Linked DNA regions of Danio rerio: region 2 is linked to region 1. The links are chromatin contacts, called in public Micro-C maps. All regions are on one chromosome and are shown on one strand. Each heading gives the region's core, a stretch centred on a gene start, on an enhancer-like site or on the middle of the called end of the contact. The rest is flanking DNA. Distances are from core to core; before and after follow the strand shown.

Region 1 (6,507 bases), core at 2,816-5,315:
TGGGGCTTTGCTTTCCCATTTGCATGGGCAGATATGACTCAAAAGAGAAAGAGAGAAAGGCTAGTGCAATGCAATGGCATGGTATGAGACGACCAACTACTGTCTGCAACAACCCATATTCCCACACCGCGGCCCAAGAGCAGCGGGGCAGCAAATATGTGTTGGACACACCTCTGCTGGGACCTCTGGTTCAGGTGGGGGTGCAAGCTAATGGAGATAAAAAGTCATGAGTTAGTTAATGCAGATTAGTCTCTGGCATTATTAGAATGTGTTAACGACCCTTGACAGTCATACGCATCAAATCCACCGGCCCAAGAAATTCACTTTCTACACTTAAGCGTCTGCAGTTTTTTTGCAAAGGCTGCACATTCATCTATGTCAAGCGCAGGGATGTTTGACCTCAGCAGGTCAGCCTACGTGCTGCATCTTATCAAAGGGGGCCATCTAAGTGGGAAGACTGAATTTGCTCGCAAACGTATTAAAACCGATAAAAGGCTTTAAATGTCCAAGGTATCCATTCTGAATCTCAAGCAGTGCAATGCACTCTCAAGCCGTGACTTGGCAAAAAAACATTACTCCATTAAGTGTTACCAAGTTGGGTGTGGAAAAATGCATTTTTGTGTGTGTGTGTGTGTGTGAGAGAGAGAGAGAGAGAGAGAGAGAGAGAGAGAGAGAGAGAGAGAGAGAGAGAGAGAGAGAGAGAGAGAGAGAGATATATTTTCAAAAAGGTATTTGCAACTTGTTTGGTCCTGTCACAACATTTAATCCATCTGGATATGAGGGTGTAAGTATTTCCATGATAATTGCTGCTTATTTTTCATTAGTAAGACAAAAAAAAGAGACAAACTCAAAAGTTAAAGTCATGCACACATATAATGACTAAAAATGCTTAAATATCCATTTAAGAAGGTATTGTTACTGCCATTTATTAAAGTGCCCCTATTAGGTTTTTTTTTTTTTTTTGAGATATTATCTATTATGTAGTGTGTAATGTACATGCAGGTGTTTGTGAGTGTAAAAAGCCTTTCAAAGATCAAAGTGTATAAAAAGTTGAGTTCCAATAAAAAGGAAGCAATCCCTAACTGCCTGAAACGAGTTGTTGGTAATTCCAGTCTTACTTCTTGCAAAAACCTGTGCAGGTTCATAAGAAAAGCCAGAATATGATCTTTACTGGCTGCCCATGATTTAGTTCATGCTATTGACATGCCAAGAAGATGCAGTCAATTGTGTTGAAATCGTTCGGTATCACTTTATCTTGATGTTTCCTTTAACGCATTTTGTTGAATTTAAGTTACATTGCAATGTAAACACTACTTCCTAAGAATCAGGACTTGATACCTCTTTAATACCATAAAGCTGACACCATCATTACTGTTCATATCCCCACTTTCACTAGCATTAAAGAAGCCCCTAGAGCTTTAATTCAGATACAACAACTAGTATTTGGTAGTGTGTGTTTTGCTGAGTTCAGACTGAATGATTTTAGCCCTAATTTTGAGGTTTCGAGAAATTGCAGACAAATGCCTGAAATCACAGTCAAATCAGTGCTCGTTCATGAGAGTAACAATCACACAGTGTGAACTGTCGAAAATGCAATCTGAGACAATCTGTCCTGTCGAAGTTTCAAAATCATGCCATGTGAAATGTGTTCTGTAGAAAATAACATTGGCGATCACCTACAGTCAATGATAGATGAGCATCCACTAGTATGGGTATCTATCACTAGCGGGAGGTTGGGGAGAAGTTAAAGGGCTTCTTTTCATTCTATTTAGACCAGTGGTTCCCAAACTTTTTGCTGTGTGCACCCTTTCTAATATTTGACACCTGGCAAGCACCCCTCTCCGATTAAACTCCACATTTTTAAATACAATAACTAAATACATAAATTGTCTGTGTACTTGATTAAAATAAAGATAATGAAATACATTAATGGATGAGCTTTTATGAAGTTGACAATGCCTGTGAGTCCATATATTCAAGGACGCTGCACATCTCCATAGAAGAGGCTGATGTAGATAGTTCATCCCTACTGTCACTTGACTTATTTGAAGTGCTAGTTTTTACCCAGATGTCAATTTTGACAAAAAAAAAAAAAATTACAAATGTACTATCACTAATGGGAATGGGCTGGAGTATTTCAATGCAGACGTTAAACCATGGGATGAGTGAATATGCATGGGTTGTAAATTAATGTGATTTTTATTTTCTCTTAGTGAATTTTTTTTCTCTCAAAATAATGACATGTGAAGTTTACCCAAAAGAAATCCATTAAAATAATAAAAGCTAAAATTTTCCGCCATTACAAAATTTCTCTCGCGCACCCCTGGTGGTCAAACTGCGCACCCCAGATTGGGAACTGCTTATTTAGACCCAAGAAATGGAGGAAAATTTGAAGGAAATTTGACATGAGCACCTGTCTGTTTGATGTGTTATCGGAGCAATACCACAACTGGGTCGAAAAAGAAAATCAGTTGAGAAGAAATTGCTAATTAACTTCAATAGCCAGGTGAGCAAAATAAGTACATTTTCTACCTCACTAAAGGCTTCTTTCTCATTATGTGGTTAAAGAAGATGTACTACATGACCTGGCGTTGTTTTCATGCCACTTCTCGCATGTGTTTTGTTGTGAGATGTAGCTTGCAGACCGAGACAAAGTAGTCGACGATTCTTCCTATGAAGTCATGCAGTGTGAAACCTCCTGTCGCCGATCTATCCTACAGTGTAAACATAGCACCGATAGAACGCTAATCCAGATAGTTATGCAGTGTGAAACCATCTGATGCACAACTTCTTTGAAAATCATGCAGTCTGAACTTGGTATTGTGGTTCTCCAATTGCAACAAACTGACCAATCTGAGTAGACTCAGAGTTTAGAGAGATCAGATATTTAAACCAACTGTTTCAGAAACGCAGATCCTGCAATGCATATTTTCAGAAACAAATTACTGTAGGGTTGATTAATACACCATAATAGGGGCTCTTTAAAGTCGTGCAGCAGCAAAAAGAAACAAGCAAAGCAGGCGACGTGCATACAGAGCATGCAAACGTTTCCTTGTTTGATGTGACACAATGAAAAGGATGACAACAGGGAGGAACACCATACTATCAACAACATAAAAATAACACATTTACTGCGATTCACTTTTAGAAACATGTATTAGCTCAAAAAGCATGCAAAGAGGAAATTTGGAGTATGTTTTCTAGCACAAAGAGACAGAGGGGGGTTTAAATTAGCAACAACCATGACGCACGCGCATGTTTGTGTGAGTAATACTGCAACCAGTAAGGAATCTCCCTTTCTTGCGACATCATTTTTCAGCTGGAAAATAATGCAAAAGGTGTGAATGCGAAATGTCCCTCTTTAGCCACCATAAACGCATGCATTCATCACATGCTATCAAAACACTTTCTTGTGAATTTCCCCCACATGAAATCGATCCATTCAGCTGCACATCCGGTAACGAGTCCAAATTGGACCGAAGGCAGACTTATGAACAGCTAGTTTGTCACTAAGTGTGTGGATGAGAAAGTCACACATTCGCTGATATCACAGCTTTATTCTCTGCGGTGCATGTCAATGGCGAGAAGCTTGGAGGGCGCATTTCAATCACGCTCATTGTCGACAAAAGCCTGCAAACACGCTTTAAAACCAGCCTGTCACGACATGAGCTCAATGTGTGTCCGACTCTGAGCTTTGGCCTAAAGACTGAAGGCATTTGGCTCGATGACCTCATTTATGCATCTCGGTCTAGTAAGACAAAAGCTGAATTGTGGATTTCGATGAAGGGCTTAGGGCGTTGTATGTCCACTGGATGGTCCAGTGTCTCTTGGTAAACAGCCCGTCTTACTTTTATTGGCAATTACTGCAGAAGGTCACACATCAGTAAAGAGCTTGGATTCCTGGAAAAAAAAAAAAAACGAGGGAAAAAAACAGGGGCAGGTCTTATGTAACCTCTGGTTGAGAGCTGGCGGGAGTCCAGGAATCGTGCTGCACGAAGGAGAGGAAACTGGGACAGTGGCGGGGACAGAGACAGATGTGTCCACAGCGCCTCCTAATGGAGGACTGGAGACGTGCAAAGGAGGAGCCAAAAACACGGGACACATGAGGACAACAGACCCGGACTGACAGACGCACACACTAATAGAGCTGACTGAATCTGCTGGGAGATGGAGAGGGAGAGGGAGAGAGAGAGGGAGAGGGAGAGAGAGAGAGGAAATTGAAGAAAGAAAATATAAAGTAAACAATGTAGTAGAAAAATATAAAACAGAGAAGAGATGGAGAGATAAATAAACAGATAAATTAATCAATAAATAAAAGAGATAAATAATAAAAGAAGGTAAAAAATAAAAACAAACAGGTGATAACAGAAAGAGTACAAAAATAGTAAATAATAATAATAATAATAGATTGACAGGAACAAACAGCAAAAAATAAGGAGTAAAAGAAAAAAAATTAGGAAAGAAAAAGAAAATAAGGAAAGAAAAAAATGAATAAAAGAGTGAAAAAAGAGAAAAAATGAGTGAAAAAAGAAAGAGCAAAAGAACAGATAAAAGAGAAAGACTGGATAAAAAGAAAGAAAGAAAGAAAGAAAGAAAGAAAGAAAGAAAGAAAGAAAGAAAGAAAAAGAAAGAAAGGAGTGAAAAAAGAAAAACAAAGAAAAATGAGTGAAAAAAAGAATGAATGAACGAACAAAAGAAAGGATTGAAAAAAGAAAAAGAAAGAAAAAAGGAGTGAAAAAAGAAAGAAAGAAAAAAATAAGTAGAGTTAAAGACCAAAAAAGAGTGAAAGAAAGAAAGAGTGAAAGGAAGAAAAAATGAGTGAAAAAGAAACAAAAAAAAGATAAAAAGAGTGAAAGAAAAAAAGAGCACAATAAAAACTCAAAAGAAAGACTAAAAAATTAACAAATGAAAGTGATAAAGAATGCAAGACAGAAATAGGCAATGATAGAATGGACAAAAAAGAAAAGAAAAAGGAAAAGAAAGAAAGAAAGAGTAAAGGAAAAAAAGCAAAAGAGAATAAAGAAAGAAACAGCAACCGTCAGCAACACTGTCTGCACAGTGCAGGTGAAGGACACACGACCTATCATACACACAGACAGACACGCACCTCACCTCTTGCACAAACACACACTTCTCTCTCCATTCACATTACATAAGCTTCTCTGCTCAGCAGCAGCAGCAGTCCCCGCCGCATCATCGTCAACCTAAAGCCATATTATCCATCGCTCTTACATCACACACAAACACACACACACACGCACACGCACACACACACACACACACACACACACACACACACACACACACACACACACACACACAGACATTCTCTTATGCAATAGAAAGATGAAGAGAGAGAGGTGTTGTATGTTATGTGCTGGTTCGTCTCTTCATGTGTTGTAAACACGTGTGTAAGTGTGTTTGAGGATCAGATTCATGCAGTGCTGAGGACTCGCCATCATAGTCACTGATCATAGTCATTGACGTGCAAAACATCAGGTGCGTGGACACGGTGCACACATACTCTACACACATACATTCGTATTATAGTATTAACTATATAATTTTTATTTGGAGTGAGCACAGTGCATGCATACCATACATTTTTATTTATTTATTTTTAAATTTAAATAAATATATAATTAACTAATTACTGTAATATTTAACATTCTCTATCTAGCTTTTTTATTCTAAAAAAATATTAACTATATGATGGTACGGCAGCTGTTTTATTAGGTACACCTGTCCAACTGCAACAATCAGCCAATCACATGGCAGCAACTCAGTACATTTAGGCATGTAGACATGGTCAAGACGATCTGCTGCAGTTCAAATCGAGCATCAGAATAGGGAAGAAAGGTGATTTATGGTAAGTGACTTTGAACGTGGCATGGTTGTTGGTGCCAGACGAGCTGGCCTGAGTAATCCAGAAAATGCTGATCTACTGGGATTCACACATAACCATCTCTAGGTTTTAAAGAGTATGGTCCGAAAGAAAAAAAAAATGCAGTGAACAGTAGTTCTGTGGGTGCAAATGTCTTGTTGATACCAGATATCAAAGAAGAATGGCCAGACTGGTTCCAGCTGATAGAAAAGCAACAGAAACTCAAATAACCACTCGTTACAACCCATGGTATGCAGAACAGCATCTCTGAATACACAACACATCCAACCTTGAGGTGGAATGGCTACAGCAGCAGAAGGCCACATCAGGTGCAACTCCTGTCATCTAAGGACAGGAAACTGAGGCTACAATATGCACAGGCTCACCAAAATTGGACAATAGAAGATTGGAGAAACCTTGCCTGGTCTGATGAGCCTCGATTTCTGCTGCAACATTCAGATAGGGTTAGAATTTGGCGTCAATAACATGAAAGCATGGATTCATCCTGCCTTGTATCAACGGTTCAGGCTGGTTGTGGTGATGGTGTAATGGTGTGGGGAATATTTTTTTTTGTCACACTTTGGGCCCAAATCACAAAGCACGAATCATCTCAGACTGGTTTC
Region 2 (6,507 bases), core at 1,441-3,940, 150 kb after region 1:
GGGTCGGATTAAAAACACTGATTTCATGCTGTTTATAGTTGCATACAATAACTTTAATATTTCTTATGTGCAGCTTGAAATACCGATATGTATAATTTAAAAAATCTATATAATTTATAAAAATAGAACAATAAAAACATATACAGTTGAAGTCAGAAATATTAGCCCCCCTGAATTATTACCCCAATTTCTGTTTAACGGAGAGCAGATTTTTTTCAACACATTTCTACATATAACAGTTTTAATAACTCATTTCTAAAAACTGATTTATTTTATCTTCGCCATGATGACATAAATAATATTTGACTAGATATTTTTCATGACACTTCTAAACAGCTTAAAGTGACATTTAAAGGCTTAACTAGGTTAAATAGGTTAACTAGGCAGGTTAGGGTAATTAATAATAACCATAATAACAAACCATAATGATTTATTATCCAAAAAATATCCAAAAAAATATAGCTTAAAGGGGCTAATAATTTTTACATTAAAATGTTTTCAAAAAAATTAAAAACTGCTTTTATCTAGCTGAAATAAAACAAATAAGACTTTCTCCAAAAGAAAAAATATTATCAGAGATACTGTAAAAATGCCCTTGCTCTGTTAAACATTGTTTTGGAGATATTTAAAAAAGAAAAAAAATCAATAATAATTTTGACTTCAACTATATATATATATATATATATATATAGTATAATATAGAATATTCAGGGTGTTCACAGGGTCTTAAAAAGTCTTAAAATGTCTTAAATTTCAAAAACAAAATTTTAGGCCTTAAAAAGTCTTAAATTCACTGAATTATTGTCTTGTAGGTCTTAAATCATTTTAAACGGGTTTTAATTTTTCTTTATGTAAGGCTACTCAATCGATCCAACACACATCCAATCACCAATGATACATTTCAATAAAGCTTTTAGCAAGAGTCTTTTTATAACTAATACTAAAACAGTCTGCTGTGCATATATTTGGTTTTATTGAAGTTTTTAAAGAGTTTGTTTTTAAAGTTATGTTGAAAAAAATAGTATGTACACAACTAGGCTCTGCTTGTTTTGACATGTGATTTTTACACGTCTTTTGATGGGGCAAGTAAATTTTTTTTCTGCTAAAACATCCCAAAAAATCTTTTACATTTAGCCCTATGTAAGTTTAAAATTTCATTCTTGATGGTACTAAAAATGTCTTAAAAAGTCTTAAAATTGATTGGACCAAACCGGCATAAACCCTGATATTATAATTTATTTTAAATTTAAATTTTATACCTTTAAAAAGGTTTTTGACATTTTTGCTGTCACTCTTAGACAACACAAATTTGTAACATCAGAAAAGTTACAAATATATTTATAATTTTTCTATTTTTTATCAACTTTATATATTTTATTATATTTATTTTAATAATGTTTATTATTATTATTAATAATTATTATTACTATCATTATCATTATTATTATTGTGGTTTATTGTGAACATTTAATTCCCTCTCTCAGCATGACCTCCTAAATTGTTGTGATTTTATGTCTTATTTATTCACTTTATTTATTAATAAATACAGTTAAAATTATTTTTGGTTAACATATCGTTTAAGGTTTAATTTCTGTTTAAAATCTGTTTCCAGAAGGTATTTAGTAAGCGACGTGCAAAATTTGCATATTTATCCAGCGTTTTGTTTTTTTGTTGATTTTATTTTTTGCCTGTTGGCAGTACTTAATTTATTATTGAATTATATATTTATTTACTGATAAAAATAGATTCCCAAAGCCCCCCTATATAAAAAACTCTAGACTCTAATACACCTTGAAGTTTCAAAAAGGAAATCTAAACATGACTTCATCCAATGTTTCAATTTTTGAGCTACAAATGTATGCAAATGGGTGCATATTTAATCACATAATGCCTCGTTTGGATGTTTAGACAAAGTTTTTAAAAAACTTGTAATAAAAAATGTTTGCAATTCTTAATTTAATCAATCATTAGGGGAAGTACGGTGATCACCATTGCAATTTTTAAGTTATTAAACTGAAGTGTCTTGCCATTAAGAGATAGTTCAACCAAAACTAAACATTTTGCCATCATTTACTCACCCTTAACTTGTAACAAACCTGTTTGAGTTTCTTTCACCCGATAACCATTAACTTCCAGAATATTTGTTTTTTATACTGAGTGTCAATTTCTACTGGTTACTAACATGCATCAGAATATCTTTTGTGTTTCACTGAAGAAAATAAAATCATGAAGCCCTTGAAACCACTTGAGGGTGAATGAATAGTGAGCAAAATTGTCATTTTTGGGTTAACTATCCCTTTAAGATTTACTTTAGAAATGAGTATGAAAGAACACGAAAGTGCTGCCATCAGGTGGTGGTGTGGCGGGACAAGTCATGCAATGTAATTCTTACTATTTTTTTTAAATCAACTTCAGGGTTTCTTGGGAGCATTTTACGACTACAAAATGACTAAAATGCCAATGTACTTGTAAATACTGTAACGAAAGAAGATGTGACTACCTGAAAATTGGAGAGAGCCTCTTTAGGGACACTGTTTTCGATCAAAACAGGAACATTCTCGAGTCCGCCGCTCAAATCCTGGCTGTAGGATCGCATTGTGTCTTTATGTCAATTTATGTATGATTATTTTGCGGGAGAGAACATTATTTACTTGCGGATTGTTTACAATATCGATGGGCACAAGCTTGAAAGAATCAAAAAGAGGCGGAAATGCTGCTTGCACTTGACAGTAATACAAAATAAAAGTCCAGTTCATGAGACCCGTTAGGTCAAAGATGTCCAAACGGTCCAAACCTTTGATTTGGCCCTCCATCCCATCTAAGAAGAGAGGGAAAGTTTAGGGGAGGGTTTTAGTTAATGGTTTTAATATCCATTGTCACTTCTAATTTAATGTAAGCCTTCATTTGTTAGTTTTATTTTCTAAGCTACAAAAAAAAAAAAGAAAGAAAGAAAAACTAACTTAAAATAAATGTTTCAATTAAATGTTGTAAATGAATCCAATAATAAACTAATAAACTCTATAGAGTTTTAAATTTAATTCTCATGTCTTCATTATAATGTTTATTATCAAAAAAATGAAATGGATTAGGTAATATGATTAAAATAATGTTTTCTATTTATATTTAAATAAATGAGGAAATTATTCATGGAAACTTCGGCTCATGGCCCTATTTCAAGTTTGGTTTTTGCCCTTCATAAGAAAGTGTTTGGCCACGACTACGTTTTAGGTGATTTGATATATTGATAAAAAACAAACAAACAGAAAAAAAACATGTTAAATGATCACGTTGTATAAATAATTATTATATATAAATATCTGACATGAACTTATAAAAAAATGCACGTTTTAGGTAAAATATAAAAACTGTTGTTTTTATTCTGAGATTTTAGAAAGTGAGATGCTGAATATTCATGTGTGTGTGTGTGTGTGTATATATATATATATATATATATATATATATATAAATATATATTATAAATATATATATATATATATACATACACACACACATTTACACACACACACATATATATATATATATATATATATATATATATATATATATATATATATATATATATATATACACACACACACACACACACACACACACACACACACACACACACATTTACATGTGTGTGTGTGTGTGTGTGTGTGTGTGTGTGTGTGTGTGTGTGTGTTGGGAAAGGTTATAAAAGAAATGCATTACAGTATTGAGTTACTCCCCAAAAAAGTACTTACTTATGTTATTTAACTACTTAAATAACTTTTTATAGTAAGTATTGTGTTACATTACTTTTGAGTTACTTTGCATCACTGTTTATTACCTGGCTAAGACTTCATCTCTTTCAGAACTTTTTCCCCCCTATTTTTTAATAGAGGAACTTACTTAATATAACCTCACTTTACACACTGTATAACCTGCACCTACATTTCCCTTAAAAGAACATAAAAAAAAAAAAATATATATATATATATATATATATATATATATATATATATATATATATATATATTTATATATATTTTAGGATGTTATCTGAGAACTTCCTGACCCCAGAGCTATACATGCCATATATATAATATTGAAAGTTTAAAGGAATGTGTTCTCTACTTTAGTACTATTTGTCTTAAGTAAAATCACTGTCCATTGAAACAATCCTTTTCTTCGATGCGTTGAAAATAATGAACAAATTTCCTCATTGATTGTGCAATTCATTGTTTAATTTTCAGCAATTTATTTTTTAAAAGTTCATTAGTTAAACTAAAAGGCAACTCAAATATTATTTCTTTTTAAAATTGCTCTACTTTGTTACTTAGAAAGGTAAAATTACGATGTAACTTGAGTTACTTGCAATGCATTATTCCAACATTGTATGTATACGTGTGTATACACACACACACACACGTATACATATGTATGTATAGACACACACACACACAAATAAATCTATATACTCACATAAGTAATAAATATAAACATTTATAATTATAAAATATATTTATTTATATCATGTATACCGTTTTGCATTTGTTAAAATGTTGAAAACAACACCAATAAATACTAAAAGAAAATAATCAGAATCCTTTAACTTTTTTATTTAATGTTCAACCACAAAAACATTATAACAGACACTACGACATAAAATTGTATAATTGGAGAAGCACTAAACACTTTAAAACAGTCTGATTGGCACTTTAGTGCTTTCCATCCACCTGACTGGCATTTCTCATGTGCAGATGTTTGTTGCATGACAAATGTACAGCAGGAAGCAGTGTATTTTAAACACACACACACACACACACCTTTGTAATTAAACAATAACAGTTTAGACCCTGGTAAAAAACGCAAAGAAAAGGGGGGGGGGGGGGAATCAAACAAAATATTAGCTATCAATAATTAAAACTAAAGCAAGGCATAATGTTTATCCATGGTAACTCCAGTCTGCAATTGCAAGACTGTTGATATATATATTGCATGGTACGTCAAAAGTAAGTTCAATAGCAGGTCAAACCCAAACAACATACAACACTGGGATGTTTGCGAAAGCAAGCACCACAGAGACAGTAACAAGTTGCCTGACAGATCAAAACAAGGTCAATAAAATTAAAGGACCAGATACAGTATAACTTCAGCCACAATCAGGCATGAAATGAGGAAAGCAAATATCTGTTTACAGCATCACAATGGTCCCATACAAAAATGAACTGATCTAAAACAGCCAACGAATGGAAATTTTGTTTGACTAATTAAAGTAAATGATGAAGACAGGAGGTGCGTGTTCGTAGCCATTATCTTGACCTCAGCATCGATGCCAGGAATGTGCCTAAGTCAGGGTTTCCCCTTTTGTGACCTTAAAACATCAAGCAGTAGTTAAAATGAGGGTTATTTAAAACAAAATAAACCTGAAAATGTATTTATAAAATCCATGAAAACATACTCTGGCTTCGATGTACTCGATCCTCCTCTCCAAAGCAGTGAGCTTCTCATTCAAAGTGGCTAAACGAGACCTGCAGGACATATCTGAAGAGAAAAATCAAACAGATTTCATTTTAAAGGACGTATGTGTACGTCTCAGTAAATATTAAAAAGCAAAACTGTCAAAAATGTATTATTATAACATGTATGGGTATGTGCCAAAATATTTGAATATCGATTTTTTTCAATAATTTTTTTTTTTAAGTGAAATTTGTGTTATGTTAGTTCACTACACACAAGGTGAAATATTTCAAGCCTTCGTTTATTTCAATTTGAAAGATTATGGATTAAAGGTGAAAGAAATTTGAATATTTCATTTGACCAATAAAAAAAAAAGAATCTTAAACACATGTTGGCCTTTTAAAAAGTGTGTTCATGTACTGTATTTTGTCCTGAGTACTTTGTTGAGCCTCCTTTAGCACTAATTACAGTATCAAGGTGGCGTGGCATTGAGGCGATCAGCCTTTGACATAGTTGAGATGTTATGGTAGCCCAAGTTGCTTTGATATTGGCCTTCAGCTTGTCTGCATTTCAGGGTCTCTGTTGCCTCATCTTCCTCTAGACCAGGGGTTCCCAAACTTTTCAGCACGCGACCCCTAAAATAACAATACCAGTGACTCGCGACCCCCAATATCCCCTGAGGTGGTTATAAATACAGAAAACTTGCATGCAATGGCGCACACACACACCAATAGACCAAAGTCTATTCTTCGTTTGATTTTTTAAATGTATTTCAGTGCTGTAAATGGGCCAGAAAGTTTAACCTGGTGTTATAAAATCAATCTGCTGCATCTGACGCTATTGCTGTTTTTAAAATAATGTATTTACACCTGGGGTCGCAATCCAATAGAACAAGTAAATAAGCTACTATAGTAACTATAAACGGCTGTTTTTTTCTCTTCAGTTGGTTATGGATAAAATATGGTAATTCTTATGGTCTAATAATAATAAGTAGATTTTTGGAAATCACCAGGTGACCCCCCTTCATTGTTCCGCGACCCCCACTTTGAGAACCACTGCTCT

What was found. Hi-C and Micro-C count contacts between places; a contact is called where the count stands out from the background.
Region 2: a contact with region 1 is called in a Micro-C map of caudal fin, with 7 times the contacts expected there. The contact joins the promoter of setmar here to the enhancer-like site in region 1. A contact is called at or near these places in 2 of 18 Hi-C or Micro-C datasets (caudal fin and an unstated tissue).

What each region holds. Positions count from the first base shown.
Region 1 is chr11:38,274,951-38,281,457 of GRCz12tu, forward strand. All of the region lies in intron 38 of itpr1b (inositol 1,4,5-trisphosphate receptor, type 1b), which reads right to left. Among named protein-coding and RNA genes, the nearest start is that of bhlhe40, 130 kb to the left of the region's middle. Within about 2 kb of position 4,066, at least 13 of the 62 cell types and tissues checked have an H3K27ac peak or open chromatin away from gene starts, as enhancers often do. A contact at or near this core is called in caudal fin, where this site is marked.
Region 2 is chr11:38,431,070-38,437,576 of GRCz12tu, forward strand. setmar (SET domain and mariner transposase fusion gene) reads right to left here and starts at 2,691. Exons shown (of 2, transcript NM_001113600.2): 1 at 2,501-2,691. The coding sequence starts at 2,596. brk1 (BRICK1 subunit of SCAR/WAVE actin nucleating complex) reads right to left here. Exons shown (of 3, transcript NM_001002097.1): 2 at 5,447-5,529; 3 at 4,591-5,359. The coding sequence ends at 5,333.